Linked DNA regions of Ovis aries: region 2 is linked to region 1. Evidence: chromatin contacts called from public Hi-C data. All regions are on one chromosome and are shown on one strand. Each heading gives the region's core, a stretch centred on a gene start, on an enhancer-like site or on the middle of the called end of the contact. The rest is flanking DNA. Distances are from core to core; before and after follow the strand shown.

The links. Hi-C and Micro-C count contacts between places; a contact is called where the count stands out from the background.
Region 2: a Hi-C map of mixed tissues shows a contact between it and region 1, with 2.5 times the contacts expected there. The contact joins the enhancer-like site here to the promoter of FCMR in region 1. A contact is called at or near these places in 2 of 16 Hi-C or Micro-C datasets (liver and mixed tissues).

What each region holds. Positions count from the first base shown.
Region 1 is chr12:4,525,781-4,532,391 of ARS-UI_Ramb_v3.0, reverse strand. It overlaps FCMR (Fc mu receptor), which reads left to right and starts at 3,833. Exons shown (of 6, transcript XM_060396016.1): 1 at 3,833-3,964. The coding sequence starts at 3,928.
Region 2 is chr12:4,592,219-4,598,829 of ARS-UI_Ramb_v3.0, reverse strand. No RefSeq gene overlaps it. Among named protein-coding and RNA genes, the nearest start is that of FCAMR, 18 kb to the right of the region's middle. Within about 2 kb of position 3,464, at least 4 of the 54 cell types and tissues checked have an H3K27ac peak or open chromatin away from gene starts, as enhancers often do.

The DNA.
Region 1 (6,611 bases), core at 2,584-5,083:
AACCACACATACACCACACACAGCCATATACTGCACACTCACACTCACGACCACACACTCACAACCACACACCACACACAATCACAAACCACTCACAACCACACACTACTCACTTTCACACTCACAACCACACACACACACCACATACAACCACGCACTCACACACTCACGACCACACACTCACAACCACACGCTACTTTCACACTCACAACCACACACACACACCACACACAACCATGCACTCACACACAACCACACTCACAACCACACGTTACTCACTTTCACACTCACAACCACACACACAGCCATATACTACACACTCACACTCACAGCCAGTCACCCATGCACTCTCACACTCACAACCACACGCTACTCACTTTCACACTCACAACCACACATACACACACACACCACACAGCCATATACTACACACTCACACTCACGACCACACACTCACAACCACATACCACACACAATCACAAACCACTCACAACCACACACTCACAACCATACACTACTCACTTTCACACTCACAACCACACACCCACGACCACACACTCACAACCACACGCTACTCACTTTCACACTCACAACCACACACACATACTCACACCACACACAGCCATATACTGCACACTCACACTCACAACCATACGTTCACAACCACACACCACACACAATCACACACACACACCACACACAGCCATATACTGTGAGCCATACACTCACACTCACGACCACACACTCACCACACACTACTCACTTTCACACTCACAACCACACACACACACCACACACAACCACGCACTCACACACTCACGACCACACACTCACAACCACACACTACTCACTTTCACACTCACAACCACACATACACACGCACCACACACAGCCATATACTGCACACTCACACTCACAACCATGCACTCACAACCACACACCACACACAATCACATACCACACACAACCACACACTCACAGCCACAACCACACACCACACACAATCACAAACCACACACAACCACACACATTCACAACCACAAACTCACGACCACATGCTACTCACTTTCACACTCACAACCACACACACACACACACACACACCACAAAGCCATATACTACACACTCACACTCACAACCACACATGCATACACACATACCACACACAACTATATACTACACAGTCACACTCACAACCATACACCACACACAACCACATACCATACACAACCACACACTCACACATTCACAGTCACATACTCACAACCATATACCATACATAATCACATACCACACACAACCACACACTCACACATTCACAACCCCACACTGCTCACTTTCACACTCACAACCACACATACACACAACCACACACTCACACACAGCCACAACCACACACCACAAACAATCACAAACCACACACAACCACATACCACACATGCAAACACTCAGAGCCACTCACTCACAACCACACATCACACACAATCACATACCACACACAACCACACACACACATTCACAACGACAAACTTACAACCACACACTACTCACTTTCACACTCACAACCACACATACATACACACATACCACACACAACCATATACTACACAGTCACACTCACAACCATACACCAAACATAATCACATACCACACACAACTACATACCACATACCACCACACACAACTACATGCCACACACTCACACAACCATACACCACACATAATTGCATATCCCACACAACCACATACCACCCACTCACACATTCACAACCACACACCACACATAATCACATACCACATACAACACAACACACACTCACAACTACACACCACACATTCACAACCGCACATCACACACACACATGCACACACTAGCATCACACGTAATCACTCCGGTATCACTCTTTGCTGTCACCCAGGCACATATCCCCGTCTCACACCGCTCATGCGCATGCGTCACCCGCCTCAGGGCCACGCCCACAGTCTCCCACACACACTTCATTCATTCACTTATTCCCTCCCTCCAAGCTGTCCCAGGCCTCGAGCCCAGCACAGGGCAGAGCCCAGCTGTGCAGCAGCCACGTGGTTGGGAGGAGGCCTCCAAGGAGGGAGGCTGACAGGGCGGCCTGGACAATCTCCCGCTCTAACCCGAGCCTCGCGGCTGCCCTCCACAGTTTGGTCAAGGGTGGTTGGAGGAAATCACACGAGCAGCTGCCCGGGGATGCGGGGGCGCAGAACCCTGCCGCCCACACTTCCTTTGCACCTGTTGCGAGTCTCACACTCCACTTCCACTGCGGACGCTGTTGTTTGTGTTCTGATGAGCCTGTGACAGACCTGAGGTGTGGGGGCCGGGGGGGTCTGGAGGAACCTCCCAGAAAGGCTTGGGGACAATCTGAGTCCCCTGGGGGCCCAGGAGGTCGCCACACCTGGAGGTGGGGACCCTGGGAACTGAGCTACGGACAGCCTCCAGGGATGAAGCCAAGGAACCCTCTGACCAGAGCCCTTCCAGGTCTCGCATGAGGGGCTCTAAAGACACCCGCACGGCCATGGCTTCTGCAGGGCCTCAGGGACTCCGGGGAAGAGGGGAAGCTGGGCACCACCCCCACTTCATCCACAACAGGACCGGGGCCCAGGCTAGGAAGCCCCAAGCCAGGACCTTCTGACTGGAGCTTCTGACAGCCCAGGCTTCTGACTGGAGCCCGAAGTTCCTCCCAGAATGCCTCGCAGCTGACAGCCTGAGCACCTGGACCCCTGGGCGCAACCTCGGTGCATCCGGGTCCTGAGGGACTGCTCTGCCAGGCGGCTCTGACACTAGGTGGGCTCGCTGCGTGACCTGTCTGCAGGAGAGCAAGCCAGGGGTCATCCAGCCCCACCTTCACTTTCTAGATAAAGAAATGGAGGCTCAAAGGAAGGCAGTGAGTTGCTCAAAATCCACATTTAATATTCCTCTATAGTAGGTCTCCCAAAAGAAAGAAAGAAAAGTGTAAGAAAGTGAAGTTGCTCATTCGTGTCTGACTCTTTGTGACCCTGTGGACTGTAGCCTACCAGGCTCCTCCATCCATGGATTTTTCCAGGCAAGAGTACTGGAGTGGGTTGCCATTTCCTTCTCCAGGGGATCTTCCCGACCCAGGGATCGAACCCAGGTCTCCCACATTGCAGGCTTTACCTTCTGAGCCACCAGGTCTCCTAAAGTGAAGTGAAGTCACTCAGTCATGTCCGACTCTCTGCGACCCCATGGACTGTAGCCTACCAAGCTCCTCAGTCCATGGAATTTCCCAGGCAAGAATACTGGAGTGGGTTGCCATTTCCTTCTCCAGGGGATCTTCCCAACCCAGGGATCGAACCCAGGTCTCCTGTACTGCAGGGAGACGCTTTACCGTCTGAGCCATCGGGGGGACAGGTCTCCCAAAGCATTTATCAATGCGTTCAAGGGCTACAACCAGCACCTTCTGACTTCAGACCCAGGCTTCTGTCCCTACAGCTGTCCTCAGAGGGAGAGAATTGGCAAGAAGTCTCTTTCATGCTGAAGACAGGCATAAAGCAAATAACTCTGGCTCACATAAACCCCACAAAGCATATGAGGACCCTCCAAGGCATAGAAATATGAGGGCTGTTTGTTTCTAGCAGTCTTTATTAATAGAAGCTGCCTCGAGGCACTTTGAACCCTGGGGACCCATTCTCACCCAACATAGCATGTTTTCTCAGTTCCTGACTTCCTCTGCGGTTTGCTGGTATCTTCTTTTTCCGTCTAAAACTGGTAAGCAAACAAGATAGGTTGTCATTTCCTCATTTCCAAGCCCCACTCCTCGTGGGGGCCCAGAAATCTCTTTTAAGCATCAGACGGCACAGGGCGGCGCCTGGGTGAGCAGCGGGCCTCTGTCCCCCTCTTCGGAGGCCCTTGGATGGGACCTTGCTCTGGAAGGAGCCATGGACCTGTGGCTTTGGGCGCTTTACTTCCTTCCAGGTAAGTGCTCTGGAGAAACACCTTGGACGCCGTTCGAGGACTGAATTGGTCACGTGTAGGGGAGTAGCTGGGTTTCTCTGGCTCAGAAGCGTCTAGATGAATTTAGTTGTAAACCAGTACCTGGGGCAGGATAAGGGTGGGTTAATGGGGAGAGGTGGGTAAAAAGCTATTTTGGCATTTTGCAGCTTGCCTCCTTGCCCGCTAAGGTGTTGACTCTCAAGGCTGAAGGTGTCCCCTCTCCCAGGTGTCAGCCTGTTAATCTGGCTGTTAAAAGCCTCCAGCATTCTCTCTTCTTACCTCTCCTTTCTTTCTTTGGTTCCCTTCTCTCCTGAATTTTCAAAGTTCCAATCGAAGACTCCCTGGCCCATTTGGTAGGTCTGCTTCCCCAGGTAGCTCAAACGGTAAAGAATCTGCCTGCAATACGGGAGATCCAAGTTCCATCCCTGGGTCAGGAAGATCCCCTGGAGAAGGAAATGGCAGCTCACTCCAGTGTTCTCGCCTGGAGAATCCCGTGGACAGAGAAGCCTGATGGGCTGCAGTCCATGGGGTCACAAAGAGTCGGACACGACTGAGTGGCCAACAAACACTTTCAATTCATTTCCAGAGTTTCATACCTTGATTTACAGCCATCTCTCGGGCACCCCCACTTGCACACCTCATCAAGATCAAAAATACAACCGGCCTGACACCAAGCCTTCGTATTTCTCACTGGTCATCACCTAAATCAGCTCTGTCTTCACTATCTGTGATATCAGCTGCAAAATGCCAAAATAGCTTTTTACGCACCTCTCCCCATTAACCCCCAACCAGACTTTGACCCAACTGATGGCCAATTCATGTAGTTTCTAGATTCACACTTACCAGGATAGGAAGAAATGGCAGCCTCTGCTAGAGACAGAACAGAGGAGTGAAAAGGAACCCAGGAGCAGCTTTTAACTACCTCCCTATTTTCCACAAGCTGACAGCCTGTGGCTCCACATCCACCTCACTTCTTCTTGCCTCTGAGCTCAACATCATCCTTCCCAAAGACCTTCCATGCCTCCTACTACCAACTGAACCAAACTCCTGAAATACCAACTCCTTCCTTGGCCTCCGCTTTTACAAGCTGAGCTTATCATTCTCCGCAGGACTTTCCTAACCTCCAGCCAGCACACGTGTGCTGGACTTCCCTGAACGTGTGCTGGACTTCCCTGCCACCACGGCCTTGCTCCTGCTGTTCCTTCTGCCAGGAACACCCTTCCCCTCACCTCCACCACCGATGCAGCCCTTCAAGCCCATCTCGACCTCCACCTCCTTCTCTACACTTTCCAGAGCCCCTCCTTTGGAACCTCAATATTTTATTGATTGGTGGTAATTTTCTTGGGGGTCAGAGTAGTTGTTTATTCATACTTGCTTTCTTTGTGATGGCTGGAGTTTTGAAGAAAGGCAAATGTTTGAGTCAAATGTTGGAAGTCCCTGAAAGCCCAAAGGAATGAAGTTTTAATGAAATAGACTCTGTGACAGGTAGTAGGACATGGGTGAGCACAGTGGATGGTTAACCAAACTTAGGCCTGAGAGGGAAGAGGGTTTGGGTGGATGTGGGAGATGTCTGGAAGTGAAGGGCACCCGAATTGCAGTGCAGCAGTCTGTCCAGAGCAATATGACTCTTCTAGCCAGAAGGGCCCTTACTCTGGGCTTTGTCCTTCTCCACTGGTGCCAGTCCCCATGGGGTGAGGAGTTCAAGACCCAAAAGGACATGCTTACCCCAAGCCCACATCCACACCGCCTCTGCTAGACCTCAAATTCCCTGTCCAAATGACTCTTAATCCACCGTTGACGACTCTGCAACACTACCCTGGGTCTTCTATCCTAGACTTATGTCTTGGCCTGTAAAATGGCTACAGGTGGATGTTTGGGAAGGAGATGGGGTTTATACATGCAAGCTGGGTCATTCACCAAGTATATTCTAGGACTGTTGTGGAGTTGGCAGGAGCTAGGGATGAGAACTGAAGGGAGAGGGGCCAGAAGCTGGAGGCAGAAAACTTGAGGCCATTTTCCCCTGCACAGCATGTGTGAGAATGGACATCCAAGGAGGGCATAAATTTGTCAAGATGTTGGAGAGTCCCAGGGACAGAGGAGCCTGGCGGGCAACAGTCCATGGGGTTGCAAACAGTCAGACACGATTGAACAACTTAACAACAACAACAGTTTACTAGCTTGGTGATTAACTTTAAACTATTCAGACTATGATATTTAGGCCTTATTTGTATTCCTGCCCCAGGTCCTGCAAATTTAGGGGTGGCCCTAGTCCCAGAACCCATCGCATGAGGCACAAACTACAGGCCACATCACTTGGGGCCCCAGGTGGAGGTCCACAGTAAAGCAACACAGTAGGATAGGATGTAGGCTTTCAAGCTGTTTTTACCTTGACCTGTAATAGTAAGAATGCACACACTTGATGCTGTGACATAGTACACAAACACACACCTAAAACTTACCTTAATTCTTTAATATGAGAACGACTCTGGGGCTTCAGCACTTGGATGGATGTTGACGATTTTTTCGGAGATAGGAAGAGCTTGTACAGGAACAGGTTTTGGAGGAGGAATCAAGAGGGTGGTTTTTTTTTCCCCCTTTTACCATTGTAAGTGTGAAATATATCTTAGAC
Region 2 (6,611 bases), core at 2,215-4,714, 67 kb before region 1:
GGGGATCAAACCTAGATCTCCTGCACTGCAGGCAGATTCTTTACCATTTGAGCCACCAGGGAAACCCTTGTACACTGTTGAGAGGAATTCGAATATTTTGGGTGGCAGTTTTTCAGTATTCATCAAAGTCTTTAAAATTGGCTGAAATTGTTGGCAGGTGTGCAAAGATGAATGAATAACGATATTCACTGAATCAACATTTATATTAACAAAAGTGATTGATCATTAACCAATAAAGGACTGGTTAAGTACTTTATAATCTCCGCAGGTGATGTAATTCTTTGCAATCCTCTGAAGTGATGTTATAGAAGGTGAAATGACATCAGTAAATAAGTCTGGGTATATTGACAAATGAAAAAAACTATTTGCAGGATAATTTTGTGGGAAAATACATATGAGAGAAGAACATTCAGATTTTAAAATAGGATATCTTTATGTAGTGAGGGAATGGGTAAATTCTAATTTTCTTCTTTGGCTTTTCTATATTTTTAATATAAAACTATGAAATTGTATTTATAAATTTTATAATAAAATCCACTTTTAAAACACTAAATAGCTTTCCCTTGTATCCACTGCAGAATTGTCTTCAGGAACTGGTTTTGATATAAGCAGAGTCTGTTGGGAGTAGTCCTGGGAGGCACTTTCACTGTAAAAGGGGAGCGGGAAATGGAAAACACCCAACAGCGACAGGGCAAGACAAATTCCACATCACGGTGAGTGGGGTGGGGAAAGCCGCTGGATCAGACAGGTGTCCATAGTCAGGGCTCTATTAATAGATGGCATGCTTGGCCCTCCAGGCGCCCCATCAGCACACATCGGTTCCATGCCCATGAAAGAGGAGAAAGAGTATATTGTGTTTGAGTTTCAAAGGGCTGGTTAAGGAGAGAAAATGAAATGTATGAAATAATTACAAAGGTATGCAATAAATATATTTTAAAATAGTATGGAAACCATTTTGATATATTTTGATATCTGGTTTGACTGGATTATACAATGGTTGGATGGTGCCGTACTCTCAATAAGTGTTTTAGAAGGAAGAAAGGAAAGAAGGAAAGAGAGAGAGAAAGAAAGGAAGAAAAAGAAAAGAGAGAGGAAAGGGATGGGAGGAGGGAGGAAAAAGGAAGCGACGTTGCAAGTGGAAGGTATGGCTGAGCCAGTGGTTCTCAAAGTGTGGTCCCTAGACCAGCAACATCAACATCACCTGGAACTTCTAAGAAATGAAGATCCTCAGACCTCACCCAGATGTACTGAATCAGCTATAGACAATCAAGGGATTCTAAATGGCTAGAGTTTGAGAACCACTGGGCTAAGCAAAGATGTGGAAGCTGGTATGAGCAGGTTGTGGGTATAGACTCTGGTTTTACCAGAGTGAAGAAATCATATCAGACATGGATGGGAGGCAAAGTGGGAAGTAGAAACCAAGAAGGCTTTGTATTATTGGAGGCAAAATTGATTAATTCTTTCATAAACAACATGACTGGTATTTGCAAAGAGCTGGTATTTGTATTCATTGGTATTTGCAAATATGAAGGATATCTGTTAAAGAAAACATATCACCTATAGCCACCCTTCAGCAACACATCAATTAGCTTTATATTTTCCCTGCTCCATTACAGTGTTTGTATGTATATTTAGGTAATGTTCATGCAGTTATAATGAAGTCATACATGCAACTGGGGGGGTTATTCACTTGTTTTAGTTCTTTGCAGCTTTCTTATTCAACATATTATTGAAAGTTCTAGCCAGATCAATTGGGTAAAAAAAGGAAATAAAAGACATCTAAATTGGAAAGGAAGAAGTAAAATCGTCACTATTTATGACCAGGACATGGAAGCAACCTAGATGTCCATCAGCAGACGAATAGATAAGAAAGGTGTGGTACATATACACAATGGAGCATTACTCAGCCATTAAAAAGAATACATTTGAATCAGTTCTAATGAGGTGGATGAAACTGGAGCCGATTATACAGAGTGAAGTAAGTCAGAAAGAAAAACACCAATACAGTATACTAACACATATATATGGAATTTAGAAAGATGGTAACGATAACCCTGTATGCGAGACAGCAAAAGAGACACAGATGTGTAGAATGGACTTTTGGACTCTGTGGGAGAGGGCGAGGGTAGGATGATTTGGGAGAATGGCACTGAAGCATATATAATATCATATATGAAACGAATCACCAGTCCAGGTTTGATGCATGATACAGGATGCTCGGGGCTGGTGCACTGGGATGACCCAGAGGGATGGTATGGGGAGGAAGGTGGGAGGGGGGTTCAGGATGGGGAACACATGTACACCCGTGGCGGCTTCATGTCAATGTATGGCAAAACCAATACAATATTGTAAAGTAATTAGCCTCCAATTGAAATAAATACATTTATATTAAAAAAGAAAACCCTAAAGACACTCAGAAGTTGTTAGAAATAATAACAAATAAATTTGTAGGATACAAAAATCTGTTGCATTTCTATATGTTAAGGATGAGCTTACAGAAAGAACAATTGAGAAAGAAATCTCATTTACAACTACAACAAAAGAATAAAATACCTAGGAATAAATTTAACCAAAGAAGTGAACGACTATAAAACACTGATGAAAGAAGTTGAAGAAGACACAGATAAATGAAAAGATTGGAAGAATTAACATTGTCAAGATGCCCGTATAACCTATGCCCGGTCTTGCCTGCAGCATACAAACTCTCAGCTGCGGCATGTGAGATCTAGTTCCCTGACCAGGGACTGAACCTGGAGCTTGGCATCTTAGCCACTGGACCGCCAGGGAAATCCCTAAAATGTATCTTTAAAGTCAGAACTAAACCTTAAATGTGCTTGGGGCATTTTAGATCCATAGGCAATGTAGAAAGACATCTATCTTCCCCTCCTCCCTGCCCCTCTTTTAATAGGTGTAGTTGGGATTTCCTTATACTTTGTGTCAGAGGGTCTCAAGACCCTTTCATGTATTACTAACCTTGATTGAAGTGGAGGATGGCCAGCATGGGTAGTTGTAGGAAGCTTCTTGCTGGGAGTAGACAGAGGGGAGTAGCACAATTTGAAACGCTGCCTCTGAAGAACCCCAGATCGTCCTCTTTTTCCCTCACATTCCCTGTCCCAGTTTGCCTGGCACAGTTCCAATTTACACCTGCTGTTCCTGCACTAAGATTAAAAGCCCCCTTCCACTTTAAAAAGTGTCCTCATCTGAGTAACGGGACCTCCCCCGTGGCTCAGCGGTCAAGAATCCACCTGCAGTGCAGGAGATGCGGGAGACACGGGTTCGATGCTTTGGGAGGAAAGATCCCTTGGAGGAGGCAATGGCAACCCACCGCAGTATTCTTGCCTGAAAAATACCATGGATAGAGGAGCCTGGCGGGCTGCAGTCCATGGGGTCACAGAGAGGGCATACAGGCTCAGGATCTTAGTAATAAAGGACGTGGTCACCCTCGCCGTGAAGCCTTGCGGCCACAAGGTGGCAACATCTGTTCATCGCTGAAAAAGCACTGCAGCTGGTGGGCAATCCCAGTGTCGCGACAGAAAGCAGCCCCTTCCTTAACCCAGGAGAAGGGTGGAAATACAGCACCAGACCAACGAAATGAGGGTAACTTAGAATTCAGGGACTTGTGAGAGGGTCATCTTGTCCACCCTCCAGACCTGAGAGCGATGAGAGAGGCTGTCCCCGGGATAGGGATTCTCTTCGCCCTTTGTTCAAGCATTTCCTGGGTAATACCAGGGAAGGGTCCTCTCCACCAGCAGTTTCTGAGATCCTGACCTACAAAGACACTAGTCCTTGCTCTGAAGGTGCACACTGCTTAGATGTGTTCAACGTGCCTGTTTGGTTTTCCCAACAATCCTTTCATTGTTAGCTCTCTTTTTATTCTTCCTGTTTTCAGGCTGAATTCTTTCCTCTGAAAGGATAGGCTGAAGTTCTAACCCCCAGGACCTCTTGAAATTAAGGTCAATAAAGAAGCAATTAGCTAAAATGAGGCTGTACAGAGTACAGCAGACCCTTAATCCAATATGACTGGTGTCCATATAAGAAAAGAAGAGGAACGGACTGGAGTGATGCTGACGCGGGTCACGGGACACCTGGGGTGGAACAGGGAAGGATAAATCACTTCCTGGAGGCTTCAGAGCGGTCATGGCCCCGCCAACACCTTGATTTTGCACTTCTAACCTCTGTAACTATGAGAGAAAACATTTTTGTTTCTCCAGCCACTCAGCTTGTGATATCTTACAACAGCCCTAGAAAATTTTTATTCACTCACTGATCCCAATGATTAGCATCGGTTGCTGCATAACCATACTACCGTACAGTTAGCGGATAAAACAGCTCACATTTATTTTCTCATGGTTTCCTTGAGTCAAGAGCCCCAGCAGGGGTTAGCTGAGATCTCTGCAAGACTACAATCAAGGCATCAGCCAAGGCTGCGTTCTCATCTGAGAGCTCAGTTGAGGAAGAATCCACTTCCACTTGCCTGATTATTGGTACAATTCAGGTCCTTGAGGGTGCTGGACTGACAGCCTCCGTTTCTTGTTGGTTCAGGCCAAGTGAAAGTGTTAGCCTCTTGCTCGGGTCCAACTCTCTGCGACCCCATGGACTATAGCTTTCCAGTCTCCTCTGTCCATGGAATTCTCCAGGCAAGAATACTGGACTGGGTAGCCATTCCCTTCTCCAGGGGATCTTCCTGATCCAGGGATCAGACCTGGATCTTCTGCATTTTGCAGGCAGATTCTTTACCATTTGAGCCAAGGCTACCCTCATTTCCTTGCCCCAATGCCCTTTCCTCACAGCAGCTCACAATAGGGCAACTGCCTCAGCAAAGCCCACAAAGAAAAAAGTCTCCTTACAATCGTATGCATCTTAATCATAAAAGTGACCTCTCACTACCTATGCTCTTGGTTTAGGTAAGTCACAGACTACACTCACATTTGAGGAAAAATCATGAGCACCAGGAGGCAGGGATCTGGAAGCCACCATCCAGATCTGGATTTTAGGCTATGGACAACAAATTACTTGGAGATGAAATTTCCAGGCCAAACATCCAGGGGTGTGAGTTCCTATAGCCCTCCCTTGCCCCTACCTTCCCACAGTTCAGTTAAGTCATTCATTCGTGTCCGACTCTTTGTGACCCCATGGACTGCAGCACAACACACTTTTCTGTCCATCACCAACTCCCAGAGCTTGCTCAAACTCATGTCCATTGAGTTGGTGATACCATCCAACCATCTCATCCTCTGTCGGCCCCTTCTCTTCCTGCCCCCAATCCCTCCCAGCTTCAGGGTCTTTTCCAATGAGTCATTTCTTCACATCAGGTGGCCAAAGTATTGGAGTTTTAGCCTCAGCATCAGTCCTTCCAATGAATTTTCAGGACTTATTTCCTTTAGGATGGATTGGTTGGATCACCTTGCAGTCCAAGGGACTCTCAAGAGTCTTCTTCAACACCACAGTTCAAAAGCATCAATTCTTCAGCACTTAGCCTTCTTTATAGTCCAACTCTCACATCCATACATGACTACTGGAAAAACCATAGCTTTGAGTAGATGGACTTTGTTGGCAAAGTAATGTCTCTGCTTTTTAATATGCTGTCTAGGTTGGTCATAGCTTTTCTTCCAAGGAGCAAGTGTCTTTTAATTTCATGGCTTCAGTCACCATCTGAAGTGATTTTGGAGCCCAAGAAAATTAAAGTCTGTCACTGTTTCCATTGTTTCCCCATCTATTTCCCATGAAGTGATGGGACCGGATGCCATGATCTTCATTTTCTGAATGTTGAGTTTTAAGCCAGCTTTTTCACTCTCCCCTTTCACTTTCATCAAGAGGCTCTTTAGTTCCTCTTCACTTTCTGCCATAAGGGTGGTGTTATCTGCATATCTGAGGATTTTGATATTTCTCCCGGCAATCTTGATTCCAGCTTGTGTTCCTCCAGCTCAGCATTTCTCATGATGCACTCTGCATAGAAGTTAAATAAGCAGGGTGGCAATATACAGCCTTGGCATACTCCTTTCCCTATTTGGAACCAGTCTGTTGTTCCATCTCCGGTTCTAACTGTTACTTCTTGACCTGCATACAGATTTCTCAGGAGGCAGGTCAGGTGGTCTGGTATTCCCATCTCTTTAAGAGATGTGGGATACCTTCCCACATATCCAAACAATAAAATGATTTTTCCCTCCCCATTCCCAAATTGAAAGCAACTTCTTACTGGTCTGTGGGGTGACTCCCTTCCCACACTTTCCGCTTCCTCTCTGCTGCCACTTGAACATGTCATAGGAGGCCCTTAAATTCTGGGACGGGGCAGAGATTGAAAGCTGAAAACAGTCTGATCCGAGGCAAAGAGAGGCTGTGTTCTCCCTGAGCCCAGTGGGTACTATCCTCTTTCAGGGATGAATGAGCCCTGCTCACCCTCACTCACTTCTGCCTTGCCTCCTGCTGGGCACGGGGTCAGTCCCACTTTAGGGAGGGACAGCATGCTCTCAATGGTCCATGACTTTGCGCTTTCCCGCACTCCTTTGCCGTTAGACAGGGCCATGTGACCGGTGCAGGCCCTGCATGTTTGGTGTGACACTCTTGTGTGAAGAAATTTAAGTCCAGTGTGTCTCCTCCATCCCTTTCTCCCC